2 separate regions of the Anser cygnoides genome follow, and region 2 is linked to region 1. Evidence: chromatin contacts called from public Hi-C data. All regions are on one chromosome and are shown on one strand. Each heading gives the region's core, a stretch centred on a gene start, on an enhancer-like site or on the middle of the called end of the contact. The rest is flanking DNA. Distances are from core to core; before and after follow the strand shown.

Evidence for each region. A called contact is a pair of places that touch in the nucleus more often than the background predicts.
Region 2: a contact with region 1 is called in a Hi-C map of liver, with 4 times the contacts expected there. The contact joins the promoter of SIX4 here to the promoter of SLC38A6 in region 1. A contact is called at or near these places in 2 of 7 Hi-C or Micro-C datasets (both in liver).

What each region holds. Positions count from the first base shown.
Region 1 is chr5:60,583,741-60,586,763 of Taihu_goose_T2T_genome, forward strand. SLC38A6 (solute carrier family 38 member 6) reads right to left here and starts at 1,404. Exons shown (of 16, transcript XM_066997382.1): 1 at 1,183-1,404; 2 at 960-1,075; 3 at 196-269. The coding sequence starts at 1,368. TRMT5 (tRNA methyltransferase 5) reads left to right here and starts at 1,444. Exons shown (of 5, transcript XM_066997380.1): 1 at 1,444-1,568; 2 at 2,680-3,023. The coding sequence starts at 1,564.
Region 2 is chr5:60,715,325-60,718,347 of Taihu_goose_T2T_genome, forward strand. SIX4 (SIX homeobox 4) reads left to right here and starts at 1,631. Exons shown (of 3, transcript XM_013182970.3): 1 at 1,631-2,902. The coding sequence starts at 2,010. MNAT1 (MNAT1 component of CDK activating kinase) reads right to left here and starts at 1,052. Exons shown (of 9, transcript XM_066997383.1): 1 at 893-1,052. The coding sequence starts at 981.

The DNA.
Region 1 (3,023 bases), core at 154-2,653:
TCCTTTTTATAATACATTTTGAAATTACAATTCTATGGCAATTAGCAATCATTAAAAACCTAACGTATTTCAACAGCAGTGAAGCAGACATGGCGATATGTTAACATGTTGTTAATTATAATAATTGTAGGGGTTCATGTCTTTGTACTACAGGCAAGGAAAAATTTCACTGTTAGATAAATCCTTCCCACTTACCAGTCTGAATGCACATACTGAGCAGAAGAAACACAGAGTAAGAGGCAAGGCTGGCAACAATCAGCAGCAAGATGCTAAAAATACAAGAGGGTGAAATTTAAGGCATTTTTACAGGTCAATGCAGTTTCTTTTTTTTAAAAAAAAAAAGATTCCATTGCAAACAGTGTATCACAGGACACAATTTCCTCATTTTATGGCTTTTCTTTGCTGACTGTGGTTCACTTGGTCGCTGACTGTCCCAACCCCTGCTAATCCCCACCGCTTCTCGTATCGTGCACCACTGCGTAGGGTGAAGACATGAATCGCAGCGAGGACGTGACACAGAAACGTGTGCACACAGGAACACAAAGGGTAACTTGAAATAAAGCCAGGTTTGTGACCAGAAGGCGGTGAGAGCTGACAGCCCCGGCCCACTCCCAGCTCGGTGCACGCACCCGGCAGCGGCACCACCAGTGGGTTCACGCATTTTGGGTGGGCAGGCGCCCCGCTCCCAAAGGCCCATTTCTGCAGCACGGCGGTGCTCGGACATAAATATATCGGTGCAGGGGGATGTAAATATATGGGTCCGGTGGGAGAAACGCCCAATAAATCAGCACCGAGCAGCAAATATGGGCAGCGCTCGCGTTGGGCCAGATGTGAGCAACCAGAGGCATGAGAGCTCACCCAGGGATGCCCACAGCACACGGTACTCGCTGCTCCTTGGGCCCCTGTCCCTGTCCCTGTAATTAATCACCCTCCCCCCCGTAATTAATCCCCCCGCTCACCTGAAGCCCAGGACGCCCGTGCTGGCCATGGCGAAGGACAAGCCCAGCGCCCCGCTGCCCATGATCGCGTTCATCAGGTTCAGCACCGCGCAGCCGAAGGAGGAGCCGGGGGGCCGCTGGGGAAGGAAGGGCAGGGCGGCGTGAGGCGAGACCCCAAACCCCGACCCCAAACCCCTGCCCCGAGCCCCCCCCAGCCCCTCCCGGCGCCCCCCCTCTCACGCACGCTGCTGGGCGGCGGCGGCGGCAGCAGCAGCGGGGCGGACTCGTCCCAATCCCGGTCCTGGTCCTGGTCCTGATCCCAGTCCCAACCCCGGTCCCCGTCCCCATCCCGGTCCCGGTCCCGGTCCCGGTGCCCATCCCCGGGCCCCGCGCCCCCCTCCCGGCCCCGCGCCCCCCGCGGCTCCTCCATGGCCCCGCCCGCGCCGCGGCTCCGGGAGGGGCGGGGCCGAGCCGCACCGAGGGGGCGTGGCTATAGGCGGAGGGGGCGTGGCCACGACGCAAACCCCGCCCCCTGCCTCTCGGCCGGGCGGAGCGGCCTCAACGTCACGGTGCGCGCGGCGGCGGTGACGTCACGGCGGCGCCGGCGCGCGCGGCGCGGCTCGGTATGAGGTGAGGGCGGGGTGGGTGAGTGGGGGGGGGGGGGGTGGCGGGCGCGCGGTTGCCATGGCTACCGCTCCCCCCAGCTCCCCCCCCTCCCACCCCCGGTTGCCATGGCAACCGCGCGGCCTACCCGCGGGGCTGCCCCGGGCCGGCCTGGGCCTAGGCCGCGGCCGGGGCCGGGCCGTGCTGGGGGAGCGGCTGCGGGACCCCCGCCGCCGTCTGGGGGTCGCGGCCCCCGGTGGGGCCTCGCCAGGCCCCTCCCCGGGCACCCCCGGCCCTCCGCGGGGAACGCGGTGTTTGGTTGTGAGCCAGCGGGGCAGGGAGGAGCGCCCTGCCGGGAGCTGGCTCGGAGCTGGGTTGTCGCCGCCAGCCCCCGGGCTGAAAGCAAACTGCCCGGGCAGTCAGGGAGCACGTCGGGCTCCAGCCCTGCCGGCCCCGTCGGTCCCCGTCAGGAGGGAAAGGCAGGGCCCCTCAGGCTGTCTGCGGCGGGGGAAGCACTTAAAGGTGTGCGGAGCTACTGCTCAGGTCGCCGTGCTCACGAACGAGCTGTGCAGAGTGGTTCGGTCTCTGAACAGGCGTTACTAATTCCTCCCCGTACCTGCAGGAGAACTCTGCCTTTAACCCGTGGTCTTTCTGCCAACTGAGGCGGTCCGTGAAGTAATGACACTACAGAGCGTGTAACCCCCTACACGGGGCTACAGGAGGCAGGAATTGCTACAGAGCAACAGTGACCACTGTTGCTGGTAACTGTTTTCTAGCAACCGCTGCTTGGTAATGCATCTTATCAGAAGAGATCCAACAGCAGGGTCAAGATGGTAGAATTTTTTTATTTGGCTTGCTGGGATTAATACTGCATTTATTAGAATAGAGAGAGGCCGTTGGGTTTTGGCAGGAGAGGCTTGTCTCACTGCTTCAAGTTAGCTAAAGTTTAAAAATGCGTTTGCAGAAGGACAGAGATTTGTAGGGTATAATTCATAATAAAGAGCTTTTACAAAGCTATTGTGGGTTCTTTGGTACTAATGGAAATTCTAGTTTAAGAGACCAGCAAATCCATGTGATTTGCAGCCTTTTTAATGGAATGATTACATAATGTCTATAAAATGAATAATTTCTCTTCTAGGACGTTATGGAGATTTGGATACTCTGCCAGACTACTGAAAACTAATCATTCTAGGACAGCTGCATCAAATACATCATTTCCAGCAGTTTGGATGCTATTGGCGCAACATCCTGGCAGAATACCTGGACTCTCTGCGGTAGCTCAGAAAGCCAGTTTTTGTACAATGCGTGAAACCGTGGAGGATAACGCCGACCCCGAACTGTACTCGCCGCATCCCGAAGTGCGTGGGATGACCCTGCTCAACAGAGAAGCTTTCAAAAGGACGGTTGTCGTTCCGGTTCTTAAAGTAAAGAAAGAAATCGTACATACTTTGATGAAGTCCCTGAAGCACGCGGTACTACAGC
Region 2 (3,023 bases), core at 381-2,880, 130 kb after region 1:
CCTTCATCCTGATCGCTTACAGGGGTTGTGCACATAGGGTTAAGTAAAGGTTTCAGGCTGTCTTTTAAACGTAATTCACGCGTGGTTTAAAAACAAGCATCTCAACATAAATGTCATGGGAAAGATGAAGAGACAACAAAAAAGAAAGGGGTGCTACTGCAGGGGGAGACTTCTATCACATAAACCTAGAAAGAACTTGAATAGCACCTTTACAATTTCCACGGAAAAGAAGAAAGACCTCCAGATCCGAAGGTGAATGAGTGCAGACATACATTACTGAGCTAATTCCCACTGCCGGCTGCAGCTGATACAAGCGTTCATCTTTGGGGAAAAGGAAAAAGAAGCGGTCACAACCCTGCTGTTACAAGAGATAACGTAAGAACAAACAACGCAGGCGGCACCGGCTCAGAAGAGGCTTCTCCACTATTTAAAGCAGCATCAACCCTTCAGAGAAAGCACCGTTCATTAGGAAAACTGACACACCAATAAATATATAGGTAGGTAGATCAGGATTAAGATTTCTTAATTATCCAAGCACTGCACTGAACACAGCAGACGTTTAACCAAGAAGCCTTGCCCTTCCTTTCTCGGTCCTGCATCCTGACACCCCACAGCGTGTCCTGAGCCTCACAGCCCCCCAAAAACCCCTCACAGCTCCCCACAGCACCTCACAGCCCCCCAGAAACCCCCACGGCTCCCCACAGCCCCTCACAAACCCTCACAGCTCCTCAACGCTCCTCAACTCCCCCCACAGCCCCCCAACTCCCCCCACAGCCCCCCAACTCCCCCCCAACCCCTCACAACCCCCGCCCCGGGGCCGGCGGCGGCTCCCGGCCGGGCCCCAGCGGGCGCTGCCCCGCTCCGAGAGGCGGCCCCGAGGCCGGGCACTCACAGCGTGTGGCCGCAGACGTTGACCATGAGCTTCAGGGAGGGGTTGCGGTACTTGGTGGTCTTGCACCGCGGGCAGCCCTGGTCGTCCATGGCCGCCGCCTTCCCCCCCACCGCCCCAGCTCCTTCCCTCCCTCCTTCCGCCTTCCGCCGCCCGGTGCCGCCGCCAAAGGGCCCCGCCGGCCCCGCCCGCCGCCCTGCGCGTTCCGCCCGGCCCGGCCCGGCTCGGCCCGGCCTTGCCTCGCCTTCCCCGGCCCCCAGCAGCGCCGCCGGGCCGGGCCGGGCCGGGCCGAGCAGGTACGAGCCGCCGCGGGCAGCACCTGCCCTCACGGCTGGGCGGGGGCCGGGCCGAGCAGCTCCGGTTGTAACGGGGGGGGGGGGTGAACCGGGGGGGGGAATTGGGGATAACGGGGGACAACGGGGCACAACGGGGGGCAATGGGGGGGTGAAGGGGACGAGGGGCGCCGCCGCCCTGCAGCCAGCAGCGGCCTGAGGTGAGCCCCTGCCCGGCGGGGCAGCGCCGCCTGAGGCGCCCTCGCTTTTCCTCTCCCCGAGCGGTTCCACGTCTTTTTTTTTATTTATTTTTTTAAAACTTTTTTTTTTTCCTTTTACTTCTGTTTCACTCCTTTTTTATTACGTTCCTTCTCCCTTTTATTCCTTTTTAATTCCTTCACGTTTCTCTTTTCTCCGCCCGCGGGGCTCCAGGTGGAGGTGCCCGTGAGGAGGAGGAGGAGGAGGAGGGGGGGGGGGGGGGGGGGGGGGAGCGGGGCCGCTTGATTGACGGTTGCCATGGGGACGCGGGAGGCCCCGCCCCCTCGTCGCGGCTCAGCCAATGGGCGGGCGCGGCCGGGGCAGCGGGCGGCGGGGCCATATAGTGTTGCGGCGGGGCCGGGAGTCACGCTGGGGGGAGCGGCGGAGCGGAGCCCGATTGCACGGCTTGGCCATAGCAGCGGTCGTTAATGGTCGGTGCGTGGCCGGGAGGAAACCTGATCGGCTAGAGCCGGCCGAGAGCAGGAGGAGGAGAAGGAGGAGGAGTGGACTTTGCAGAGAGAGAGAGAGAGAGAGAGGAAAAAAAAAAAGGGGGGGAGAGGAAAAAAAAAAAACAAAAAGGAAAACAAACCATGTCTTCTGCCTCCCCCACGGCCGAGATCACGAGCGCGGTGGAGATCAAGCAGGAAAATGTGATGGAAATGCTCTCCGAAGCCGTGCCCCCCGACGGGGCGGCGGCGGGAGCCCTGAACCCCGCGGCGCCGCCGCCCCCCCCCGCCGCCGCCGCCGCCCCGTTCCCCATGGAGCACGGCGGGGAGGAGGCGGCCGCCGAGCAGGTACTGCTCCACACGGAACTTCTGGCCAGGAACCACCACGCTGCGGCCGCCGCTTCGCCCTCCTCCTCCTCCTCCTCCTCGTCGTCGTCCTCCTCCTCGTCCTCGTCGTCCTCCTCGTCGTCGTCTTCCTCGCAGACCCCCCTGGCTTTCTCCCCGGACCACGTCGCCTGCGTGTGCGAGGCGCTGCAGCAAGGTGGGAACCTGGACCGCCTGGCCAGGTTCCTGTGGTCTTTGCCCCCAAGCGATCTGCTACGTGGCAACGAGAGCCTGATGAAAGCCCGGGCGCTGGTGGCTTTCCACCAGGGCATCTACGCCGAGCTCTACAGCATCCTGGAGAGCCACAACTTCGACTCGTCCAACCACCCGCTGCTGCAGGAGCTCTGGTACAAAGCTCGCTACACCGAGGCGGAGCGAGCCCGGGGCAGACCCCTGGGGGCGGTGGACAAGTACAGGCTGCGGAGGAAATACCCTCTGCCCAGGACGATCTGGGACGGCGAGGAGACGGTGTACTGCTTCAAGGAGAAGTCCCGCAACGCGCTCAAGGAGCTCTACAAGCAGAACCGCTACCCCTCGCCGGCCGAGAAGCGCAACCTGGCCAAGATCACCGGGCTGTCCCTCACCCAGGTCAGCAACTGGTTCAAGAACCGCAGGCAGCGGGACCGCAACCCTTCGGAGACGCAGTCCAAAAGGTGAGCGCAAACTTTTTTTTTACTTTTTTTTTTCTTTTCTCCCTCCCCGCCCCCCTCTCGCCGCCTGCCGCCTTCCCTTTCCCGGCTCTTTCTTCCCTTCGCAAACATGGCGCTTACCTTC